3 separate regions of the Zea mays genome follow, and all the other regions are linked to region 2. Evidence: chromatin contacts called from public Hi-C data. All regions are on one chromosome and are shown on one strand. The core of a region is the stretch at or near the end of the contact, and the rest is flanking DNA. Distances in the headings are between cores, read along the strand shown. Region 1 holds the start of LOC100304174. Region 2 holds the start of LOC100191236. Region 3 holds the start of LOC100501391.

Evidence for each region. A called contact is a pair of places that touch in the nucleus more often than the background predicts.
Region 1: a Hi-C map of leaf shows a contact between it and region 2, with 4 times the contacts expected there. The contact joins the promoter of LOC100304174 here to the promoter of LOC100191236 in region 2. A contact is called at or near these places in 2 of 25 Hi-C or Micro-C datasets (leaf and root tip).
Region 3: a contact with region 2 is called in a Hi-C map of leaf, with 4 times the contacts expected there. The contact joins the promoter of LOC100501391 here to the promoter of LOC100191236 in region 2. A contact is called at or near these places in 11 of 25 Hi-C or Micro-C datasets (bundle sheath, ear, endosperm and 5 more).

What each region holds. Positions count from the first base shown.
Region 1 is chr5:207,113,402-207,117,242 of Zm-B73-REFERENCE-NAM-5.0, reverse strand. LOC100304174 reads right to left here and starts at 1,334. Exons shown (of 1, transcript NM_001165629.2): 1 at 690-1,334. The coding sequence starts at 1,231. The coding sequence ends at 953. LOC103627583 (oligopeptide transporter 4) reads left to right here. Exons shown (of 6, transcript XM_008647886.4): 6 at 1-766. The coding sequence ends at 467.
Region 2 is chr5:207,312,601-207,316,632 of Zm-B73-REFERENCE-NAM-5.0, reverse strand. LOC100191236 reads right to left here and starts at 2,114. Exons shown (of 6, transcript NM_001136670.1): 1 at 1,978-2,114; 2 at 1,602-1,708; 3 at 1-116. The coding sequence starts at 2,052.
Region 3 is chr5:207,183,474-207,187,655 of Zm-B73-REFERENCE-NAM-5.0, reverse strand. It overlaps LOC100501391, which reads right to left and starts at 2,461. Exons shown (of 11, transcript NM_001362567.1): 1 at 2,226-2,461; 2 at 606-963. The coding sequence starts at 861.

The DNA.
Region 1 (3,841 bases), core at 85-2,584, 200 kb after region 2:
GGGGCCTCGTCGGTCCAATGCGCATCTTTGGGCCAGGTGGGAACTACGGCGCCGTCAACTGGTTCTTCCTCATCGGCGCGGCAGGCCCGGTCATCGTATACGCTCTCCACAGGGTGTTCCCCAGCCAGAGCTGGATACCGCTGATCAACCTTCCGGTGCTCTTTGGTGCAACGGCTAGCATGCCCCCAGCGACGGCGGTCAACTACAACTCGTGGCTGCTTGTCGGCACCATCTTTAACTTCTTCGTGTTCCGGTACCGCAAGAGGTGGTGGACTCGGTACAACTACATCCTCTCCGCCGGGCTTGACGCCGGAGTTGCGTTCATGGGGGTGCTGCTGTACTTCTCGCTGACCATGCAGAACAAGAGCATCGATTGGTGGGGTACTGCAGGAGAGCACTGCCCTCTTGCCAAGTGTCCTACTGCCAAAGGGGTGGACTTGGGTGATGGCGTCTGCCCAGTCTTCTAAGCCTGGAGTTTGATGCCACAACATGCTGCTGTCAGTTCCAAGTTATGTTCATACCATAGATTTGTGGTATATACGTCGAGTATAATGCGACTTCTCTTATGTGTAAATGATCATATTCTCATGTACTACTTGGTAGTCGATTGTGCGTCCATACCGACAAAAATACTTCATTTGGTTTGCAGATCGCAATTAGAATACATATGTTTCAGTAGTTTACATGGAGAAACAATGGGAAATTGTACGGATTAGTTTATTTCCTAACAGTTACAATATAATAATAGCATATCGGTTCTGCCGTATGCATAGAGAAACAATTCAGACACAGAGTACTAGAACAGACGACACCAATTCAGTCATTGTCAACATGCAGCAGGCCTAAATATTACAATCGGGCATAGCAAGGAAGCTGAGGTATGAAACAGAGACACCAATGAAGATTCGGTAGCAGCTAGGCTCGGGAGACTCTGCGTACCTCTGTCTTCTCACTACGGGAGGCGGCCGCGGTTGAGGAGGCCAAGCGTGTGGCGCGCAGCCTCGACGAGGTCCCGGATGTTGTGGAGCGACCTCTCCTCGGCACCGAAGACGAAGATGGCTCGGCATTCCGCCTTCTTTGCCAGCCGCGCCGCGTGCCCCAGCGGCAGCGCCGGCGAGTTTAGCGCCCGAAGGACCTGCCGATACAGGGACAGAACCACCGGCCGGCGCCGCGCAAGATCCTCCGCCGTCGCCCAGATCATCCCGCTGCCAGCACCGCCCTTCGCCATCATTCCGCCGCCGTGCTCGCCTCGCCCACTGCCACGAGCGGGTTTCGAAGCCGCCGGGGACCGGGGTCCAAAGCGAAAGGATGAGAGGGGAGGCCACTGGGCTTCTATGAGAAAATGGGCTGACCGACCATGATTAGGTTACGGCCCAGGAGCATGTGTTCCCATTTCCCACTTCCCAGACATAGCCATGTCACTCCTTGCTCCGACCACCTACGAAAACCTAACCGGGAGCAAAATGCGCGCGAGGCGGTTCGAATTCTGCCACCCCATTTCGATCGCGTTCTCAGACACAGGGCGAGGTTGTTGGGATCGCATCCGTGGAGGTGAGAACGCAGATTTTGGAATTCCTGCTCTCTGTGATTCTGTTTGTTTGCTTTCCCCGTTCCGAAGCAAAATCCAGTGTGTTTTTCTCTTTGGCTGTTTCGTGATTATGGTGCATTTGGTGATTAGCTTGGTTGCAGATTGTTATGCGTAGTTGATCCACGGTGCTCTAGACGTTCCTCCGATCCTGGCGCACTTGTCTGAATCTTGTTCATTTTGAAGACGTATAGGATTTGGAGAATACACGGCTTGATTAAGATCAGCAAACATGTTACAATATATAGCCACAAACATACCCAGATTATAGAAACATGATCTGGGTAATCGGGCAATGAATCACATGATTGATATCCTGGGATGGGTTTCTATATCTGCTGATAGCCTACTAGGAATAGTTGTCTAACACCCCCACGTCGGCTGGCCGGACATTCATACTGGACTGAAACTCAGCAGAGACTGTAGAAGGAAGGCCCTTGGTGAAAATATCAGCGAACTGGGAGGATGTCGGGACATGTAGAACACGAACTGCGTCGGCGGCCACACGCTCACGAACAAAGTGAAGGTCAATCTCGATATGTTTGGTGCGTTGATGTTGCACCGGATTAGTCGAGAGATAGACAACACTCACATTATCACAGTAAACAAGGGTAGCCTGCTGCAAGGGTTGTCCCAGTTCTTGAAGTAGCTGTCGTAGCCAGGAAGCCTCTACCACACCATTAGCAATGGCACGGTATTCGGCTTCAGCACTGGAGCGTGACACGGTTTGCTGACGCTTGCTGGACCAAGAAACAAGACTGGTGCCGAGGAAGGCAGCAAAGCCAGAGGTGGAGCGACGAGTCTCGGGACAACCAGCCCAGTCGGCGTCAGTGTAGACGGTGAGGGTGGTCGGCGAGGAGGCGCGGTCGATGAATAGTCCGAGGTCAGGTGTCCCCTGGAGATAGCGAAGGATGCGCTTCGCAGCGGCAAGATGTGGTTCCCGAGGATCATGCATGTGGAGGCAAACCTGCTGAACAGCGTAGGTGATGTCTGGACGAGTGAAAGTCAAGTACTGAAGAGCACCAACCAGACTGCGGTAGAGGGTAGGATCAGACACGGGTTCGCCAGAAGAAGACAACTTGGATTGAGTATCCACTGGGGTGGCGCAGGTCTTGCAGCCAGTCATGCCGGCGCGCTCCAATATCTCAAGCGTGTACTGTCGCTGAGAGAGCATCATGCCGGTGGCGGAACGAGTCACGGTAATCCCCAGAAATTGCTGAAGTGGACCAAGGTCTTTCATCGGAAAAGACTGTTGTAGTGAAGTGATGATCCGGCGAAGCAGAGCTGACGTGGAGGCGGTCAAGATGATGTCATCCACGTAGAGAAGCAAGTAGGCACTGTCGGGACCATGCTGGTAGATGAAGAGCGAAGTATCTGTCTTGGCCTCAATGAACCCCATAGACTGGATGCGAGAAGCAAAACAATTGTACCATGCTCGAGGAGCCTGCTTCAAACCGTAGAGTGATTTGTTGAGGCGGCATACGTGATCTGGATGTGCAGGGTCAAGAAAACCAGCTGGCTGAGTGCAGTAGACAGTCTCAGTCAAGGTACCATGGAGGAACGCATTGTTGACATCCAACTGATGAATCGGCCAGTCCTGGTGAAGAGCCAAGCTGAGGACGGTGCGAATGGTGGCAGGCTTCACAACAGGACTGAAAGTTTCGTCGAAGTCGATGCCAGGTCGCTGAGTGAACCCGCGAAGGACCCAACGCGCTTTGTAGCGCTCGAGGGATCCGTCGGAGTTGAACTTGTGTTTGAAAATCCATTTGCCGGAGACGATGTTGGCGTGGGGCGGACGCGGAACAAGAGTCCAAGTGTTGTTGGTGGTGAGGGCTTGGAACTCATCCTCCATCGCCTGACGCCACAGGGGATCATCGAGAGCTCGACGATATGTTGACGGAACAGGGGAGATAGCGGTAACCTCGACGTGAAGATTGTGACGTGGCTGGTGATAACCGCTCTTCGCGCGAGTGCGCATGTCGTGGGAGTTGACCACGGGAAGGGCTGGAACAGAGCCCACAGGAGCTGAGGACGACGTAGCGGGCGGAGGCCGAGCTTGACGAGTAGACCGTTGCTTGGTGGTGGTGCCCCATCGCCAAGGGAGGCTGCTGTCAGTGCCTTCAGGGGGCAGAGGTCCAGGGGCAGGCGGCCCTGGTGGAGATGGTGGCCGGGGCCCAAGCGCATGCGTTCTTGGTGGGGACGACAACCTGGGTGTAGTCGGGGGCCTGGGTGCACGAGGCCCAGGGAAGGAGGGCG
Region 2 (4,032 bases), core at 865-3,364:
GATCAGTTTCTTGAAGAGGAGCATGCTCAATTGTCTGTCTGTCTTCATAGGGCTGTTGTTGTAACTCTGACAGATCACAGTGTGTGCTGTCACAGTTGGCATCTTCCTCTCCGCACCTTTAAAATGCACAAATGAAATGAAATTGAAATTGAACATGTCTTCCAGGAATGTAGCGCCAAGACAATAGCACACAAATTTAAATATGGATACATAAAGGACAAATGAGCATGGCCAAATCATTGGGAATACCGGCAAGACAAAATAGCAGATGGCCTTAAAGAAAAATCTATAGGGTTAAAGTACCTACAAATTGCATGATTGATTGATGAACACATGAAATTGTCATCCTGAAGCTTTATTTGACTCCATTAACTAAAGGGATGGCATCTAGTGCACATGGACTGGTGTACATATGCACATATAAAAACCATATCCTTTAAAATCAGATCTAACGGTGCACGATATCAAGTGGGCTTCTACAAAAGTAACTAGCCATTTTTTTGGTGATGGGGGGGGGACAAGACAATTGCACATCGTTAGTTCTAATTTTGAAGGCCAGGACAGTGGCGAAGAGACCGGGGGCGCCAGAGTGGACCTGGCTCCCTCCAACCACATTATTATATACTGAAAGTCCTTCCCGTTTCCCGAAACCTGGTAGCTTGCAGCCAATATATTATTTGGTGGCCTGTCATATATTCGTATCTCGTCGTCTACGGATGACGGCTGCACGGGGCACTGCCGCTGCGCCATCGTGGAGCTCCACGGGAGTACGGGACGACGCCTCCTCTCGCTTGACCCAGGTAATTGTGGACGCGCATGTGGAGGTTGGAGGCATTGCTGGCAGCGAGCTGTTCTCACTTCTCACGGGCGGACGCGACAACCGGCAAGGGCGCAAGGCGATAGTCAAGTCTGGGTTGCTTACTTGTGTCTCGTGACAAAGGTAAAAAAATGAAATAGACCCCGTTTATTTTTATATACATTTGGATCATCCACTCACCACGATATAAATGAGATGTAATTTTCTTGTCATTTTTATCTTGTGCCCTCGCTGGCTTGGTTGCTTGAGGTAAGCTTGCCCCCTCATCCCCAAATCCTAGCTTCGCCCCTGGGCCAGGAGGACTGGGTTGTAGCCCAGTAGGTTCGTTCGCCAGGTGTGCGAGAAGACAGGCGTGGGTTGGGTTTTTTGCCGGTAGGGTTTTACACACACGGGTGCATTCAGTGGTACTGCGTGTTTCCTACACACTAGAGGTCTAGGCCTTTCAATCCTTTTCTAATGTGTATATTGGACGTGCACGAGTGTGTGTGCGTGTGGTGTCATGTGTGGTGTGTGTAGTGGTGTGAGTTCGTGGCATCCTTGTACCCTATAAAAAAATGAAGGCCAGGATTCTATATGTGCACCGGATATTATCCCTTAATTAAAATGTGAGTTCCAAACTGAACAGTTGAAATAAATACCGGAAAAGCAGCAAACAGCTATTTCTCAACAGGCTACCCTTTTTTCTACCCGTCCCAACTGTAATTCTAAACATGTAAACCGCTACATTTGCTTTGGATAGCATAGTCCACCACTGAATCAAGCTGAAAACATCATGTATACTTACACATCCGCTGCTCCAGCAGTAATTGGCTCCTCTTCTGCAGTAGCAGCAGCAAGTTCGGTCTTCCCATCCTCGCTTGGCGTTGCTCGCTTGCTCTTGCAATGCATTTCCTGCCAAACATCAACAATTAGCCAGATGCAAACAAACATTTTTTGCAAAAAGGCGGACGAATTTACATAAATCTCCCATCACGATGCGATGAGGTGTAATCTGAGCTCTCCATCCCCGAATCCAAAACCCCCTGCGCCCACCGCGCCTAGCCATCGATGAGACCGACAGTCGCCTGTCAAAGCCCCCCCAAAACCCAAAACCCTAGCAGCTGCGGCGGCGAGGCGCAGTGGTCCGGGAAGTCATAGAAGCCATAGACAAGCAGGCATACTTTCATGCTGAACATGGCGCGGTCGAAGGCGTCCACCAGCGCGGAGTCGTCCCACAGTTCGGCGCCCTTGCCCATCCCCGAACCACGCCGCCGAGCTGTCTCGCCCTCGCGGAGGCTGCGGCTTCTCTTCCTTCTCTTGGAACGGAAAGGCGCATTCACGAATCGCGAAGTCTCACCAGAGGAAAAAGGAACAGCACAGCTGCAGACGCCCATCCGCAACCAGAAGGCCAGCCCGTGTTTGTGCCCATCAGTAGGCCCATGGGTTGGTCCAGCAGAGCACGTCGGCCCATCGAGTCTCCTGGACCTTTGTCCACCACGTTATCTGCCGGGACACGTAGGATTTGTTTGGTTGCTTGGCCCAGCCTGAGTCAGGCTCATTGAAAGAACCAGGCTCAAGAGAGCCCGTATCTATAGAGACGGTTCAAAATATTTGGTTGCCTGGTCAAAATGAGCTAGGCCCATATGGCACATTGTTTGGTTCTCATTTTTTTTAGCTTGGCCCAATTGGGTTGCCGCCAGTTTTCAGTTTTGATGTTTAAAATACAGCTCCCGCCAAATTTCAAAATCGAACTAATTGCAATCATCTAAATATGAACTAATTACAGCAGATTTGAACTAAAAATATGTTTACAACAGATTTGAACTCAAAATCTCGCTGTGATTCTTGCAATCAGACTGAAGCGTTGAAATCCAATAGATGTGATTACAACAGAATTGAACTAAAAATATGATTTTGACCCATAAATTGAACTAATTGCAATCATCTAAATATCATTTACAATAATCTGAATTAAACAGATCCATACAACCGAACAGCAACATATTTGAACTAAAAATATGATTTTGATCCTACAAACCCTGATCCATTTGACAGCAACAACTTGAGAAGAGAACAAACATAAACAGAATTAACAGAATTACATTAACAGAATTAACAGAATTACATCTGATGATCTAGAAGCTTATCAGACATATAAAAATTAATCTGCAGTGATGCTTAACAGTCAACCGTGTGCACAGTCAACCGTGTGGTGGAAGCAGCAAGTGAGAAAGAGAAGGAGCTTATTTCATGCACAGTCAACTGTGGATCAGGATTTAAGAGAACAATCGATCCACAGTTTAAGAGAAGGAGCTTATTTAAGAGAACAATCGATCCACATGATTTAAGAGAAGGAGCTTATTTAGTGAGAAAGAGAAGGAGCTCTCTTGATCATTTCATGAATAATCAAGAGCGAACAATCGATCCGAGCCGAATCTGAATTCAGCTATGATCCGCAGACCCCAGCTAAACTTGAAGAAAAGAACTATGGAGTCATTGAGCCAAATAACTGAAGAAAAGAAGAAAATTGAAGAACAGACTGCAGAATACGAAGCTAAACTTGAAGAGAGCTTGAAGGAAAAGCAATCTCTTGAAGAGAACTTGAAGGAAAAGCAATCTCTTGAAGAGAGTCTGCAACAAGAGCTGGTGAAATTAAGAGAAGAAAACAAACACCATCAAAACAACATTGCTGATCTGAACCTTCAGCTCTCCACTAATAATGACATGCACAGTCAACTGGAGACCCAGCTAAAGGAGATCAATTAACTGAAACGGTGATTTCAGAAACAACTTGAGAAGAGAAGAAAGAACATAAATTGCATAAACAGAATTAAATACCATGAGACCTGAAACAAAAACTGAAACAGTAACACCAATTTCTCATGAAAAGTGTTTGCCTCAGAAATTATTATCAATTAAAATCACTTGATCAACTCATGAGAGTAATACAATAGATTGCCTCAGTTTTGTATGAATAAACACATCATATGACCATACATGGGAGAACATTTGCTTAAAGGATAGAGAGTATGTTTGGTTGCCTGACCCAAAAATAAAACCAAGAGCAAGGAAAACAAACAGTAAGTCAACCTCCCATAATATAATGCATTAATCCATTAAATTAAACAAGACAGGAGGCTACAGAGGGGGAGAAGAGGAAAACAGGAATAGATGAAGGTAAGAGGGGAGAAGAAAAGAGGAACAACTAGCTACTTAATATAATATACATATTATGC
Region 3 (4,182 bases), core at 1,212-3,711, 130 kb after region 2:
AGTTGTGAACAATTCCATGTGTGAGCATTGATTCATCTTTTTTTAGCAGGCACATGAAACTTAAAAAAACATTATTTTATAGCACACTGACGAAGATTATGAACACATGCTACAGCAACCAAAGGAACTGTATGATTCAGATCTGAGCGAATTATTTTTTTAAAAAAAACACGCAGGAGAACTGCGCATTTGAATATATTAGGAGGATAGAAATAGAGGTCTAAAAATAGACCGAACATCCAGAGTGAGCGCATTATTTAAGGATCGAGATTTATGGGGCACATCACAGAAAGGCTGCTAGCAAAAAATGCTTCTGAGATGCCAAAACATGCAAGGGGCAATACTTAGGTATCTAAAGTTCACATTTATCTTGGTAGGTCCCTACACTTGAACAATTTGCCACCTGAGACAATTTAGTAGTTTAGGGACAAAAATGGCAACACTGTGTAAGTATAGCAACTTTCGTTGCAAGTTTCTTCATGTCGTGTTCATCAGTTCATGCAACTACATCTGTTAGCCATTAGTTCTCTGTCTATCATCATTATCAAGATTTGACCTTGTTAGAAGAATATAATCAACTAAGGATACAGAGAAGCAACTATCACCATATTTTGCAGCCACAGGGGCAATTTTGCTGAGATAAACCAGAGGATCCTCAAACTCCTGGGTTGATGGAGAAAATACAGGGCAATCTGGAATCTCATCAATCCAATCTAGGCTAGATAGATCAAATTTCTTTACTCTGTGTTTCAAGAATGGGTCTCTCATGGACCCTGCCTCTCTCAGTGATGCATCACAACTCCTGCGCAGCCTTGCCCCGTATGACACAGATTTCAGAGAAACTCCGTCCTTCCCCGCCATTATCCTGGAGGCATTGGTCCCTTGATCTAAAAATCCAGAGCACAATGACTGAAGCCACGTATCCTTTGCAGTCCCCAGCTCAAGAGAACCGGTCTCCTTGATCTAAGCACATAAGAAGAAGCAATCACTGATTTTGTTAGAGCACTGTATACACATTGCACTACTAAATTATAGCTAGAAATGGCATATTGTAATGGAAGATGCCAAACTAAAGTGAAATGGACATAGCTTAAAGAGTTTGTCTCAGCTGATGTAAACAGAATATCGCAACCCAAAAAGGAAGAGTCTAATCGAACAAATGTAAATAAGCAATTCATGAACATGTGTCAATTGTGCTTACTTTTCCACACCACTCTATATGCCCAAAGGTCAGAGCTGAATTCTACAAAAGGCGAGCAGTCACTAAATTTGTTCCCATAATAAAAGCCACTGTAGCCACGCGGGTGGCAATACCTAGGACTAGGATACACGTAGTACGATGCTGAAAAAGTCAAACTCTCCTGTTTATACAGAGGAGAATCCAACAGTTGTGCACCACAATCACAAAATATAGGAATGCATCCATTTAGTTCAAAATTCCTTCTCAGATCACCCACAGTTCACGTGAATAAAAGAGCTCATATTCAGAACACTAGAGCTATAGCCCGCGAATCACATCATATCAAACCTATCGACGTAGAATAGCAGAAATGCAGGCAAAAATAGCAACTGAAGTGGTCAAACCCTTTCCAGAAATTGGTCAAATCTATGGAACAGTTCGAATTTATAAACACCTCAAAACTAACCGTGAAAGTAAATGTTTGCCACATTAGGCTCAGTTCTACAATAAATTGTCTGAAGCAAATTCGTCGCCCGGAAAGGAACAGGCGCGCCAATAGTAAGAGGACTAGCGGCACCACGCGAAACTACGGGTTAAGCGAGCTGCTACAGAACACATAGAATCAGGCGAGCGCGGGAAGTCGCGAAATTATACCCCGCATATGCAGGCACTGCAACCCATCTCTACCAAACATCCGGCAAATCACAATTTGAAGGGGAAACACAAAATTAAAAAAAACGATTGGGACGGATTTCGACAACGAACCGCCAGAATTGCAGGGTTAGTTGATCACCAAAACGGCACTCCCGGTTCGAGGCGAATAGAATCGTATGACTCGAAACAAACAAAATAATGATACTAACATGAGCGGAGTCCACAAGGCCAAGTCAATTCTGACGAATCAAACAGTTCCCGAGTTTTTTCTGCGCAAATTCCATAGAAAACAAACTCCCGCATCCTCTCAAACAAACCCAACCACCCAGAGCGCTGGTGCACATGCTCGCCAATTCCCGACTAGCAACCCACAAACCCGCAGATCGCTCACCGTATCATCTCGGCGCGGCCTCCCGGCCCGAGGCCTCCTCAAACGGGGACCCACATTCCCCTGAGGCGGCCGCTACCGGCGTCCCCAGCGCGCTCCGATCCGCGCCCGCCCCTGCTCCGGTAACGCCGCGCTCCCGAGCGCACGGAGGTGGCTCCAGAACTCCGGAACGGCGCAGACTACGGATCCCGCGTAGGCGTCGGAACCAAACCAAGGCGAAGGAGGGAGCGCCCGCGGCGGTGCTCCGGCGAGCGGCAGGAGGAGGAAAAAGAGGCGGAGGATGAAAGGAGAGGAAGGGAAAAAAGTGCGGGTGATATTTAATAAGCGATAACTACCTGTACTGCCGGACGCGGATGGCGTTCGGGCCTCGCTGATCCAACCGCCGCGCCACAGCTAATGTGCGGATTATTAGAATGTGGGTTCGGACTGCACTTTTTTTTTTCTTTTCTTTTCCGGTGGATGGGGGTAGTTGTGGTTGCAGGTCGTCGTCACGGGCCGTCTTCTTCCTCTTCCCCCCGGCGGCACCAATTACTGCTCTGCCCTCCGTCAGGTAATGTATGGTGTACAAGTAGTTGGACTGTCCGGCTACTAGGAGCAGGGGCTCTAGCCTTCCAGCTGGGACCTCTCTAGAAACATTAGGTTTGCCGGGGTGGGGCGGAGCACCGCAGATTAGCACGGAGAGCCATGTTAACGTCATCTGTTCAGTAGCGTAGAGGGGATTAATAACGAGACCGTGTTACAAGCATGCGACTTTTCAGACCCCGGATTAAAAGGAAGAAGCGAAGCATCTCGTTGCCTCCCCCAGCACGTTGTTGTCTCCCTTTTTTTTTTCCCCACATGCTGGTTATCTGAGCTTGAGAAGCTCTTGGTTGTGTTCTTTTCTCGTTGTGCGCCGTGCCGATTATGCCTTTTAATTTATCACACATTTCGATTTCGGCGGAGCAGCATCGCGGCGGCCGCCCCCTCGCCGTCGCCGAAATCAGGCTTGTCGGCAGCGAATCCGCGCGTCCATTGCCATCACGTTTTGGGAATTCGCGATGGAGGATCGGTGCGGTATTCTCTCTCGGTCTCGGTCACAGAAAGCCGCCCGTTTTGGATGGACCAACATTTCCGCGGCCGTGGCCAGGTGCACAACGCCGCAAGCAGAGCGTGGATCCAAAACCACATCCCTCCGGCCTCCGCTGTAAAGTTTGAGGCGTCGGACGCAAAGCGTAGGCGTGTATAGCTAGCTGCCAGATAGGTAAAGAGGAATCGCTCTCTGAGAAAAATATATGTAAATACCAAGTACTACTAGCAAAAAAAAATAATTGTATAAAAAAGGTACTTGTCTGCCATTGAACTGTACCAGCAAATTCTAAAAGGACGACGGCCTTGATTAGAGGGAAAGTACCGCACCACAGAGCAGTTAGGCTTTATACGATTGCTTGGAGTAGGGATCGTGTTCGTGTCCCTGTGAAATAAGGAAAGGCTGGATGGATGGCTCTGAGTCTGAGTAAGGGGAGGGGGGATGACGTGGAAGAAGCAAATAATTGAAGTGAAGTGGAGAGCAAAGTGGCATCTCTGCCCCCGCTTGAGATGTTGGATCCTTTTATTTTATTTTATTTTTCGTTTCACTCTACTTTCGGCCAGCTCCTGCTCTGTCAAGTTGGCCACCCCATCCACGGAAGAAAAACGAGTAGTACTCCAAAAGGCCGCTTTTGATGTTAATGGCATACGCTGACTTTGAGTAGAATATAACCTTGCCCCCCCCCCCCCCCCCCCCCCCCCCCCCCCCTATGCACGCACATGTTTTAATCCTTCTATGGTGTACGTGTACCCACGCACACGTAGGGAAAACGCTGCGGATAGGAAGACTGTTTCAGGTAGGAGTAGGACTATAGATAGATGGCGGACGAGTTTCAGGAGACCTGGCATGCAGGAGAGCCACACGCAAGAACAGGCCGGGACTGCGGCAGGTTAG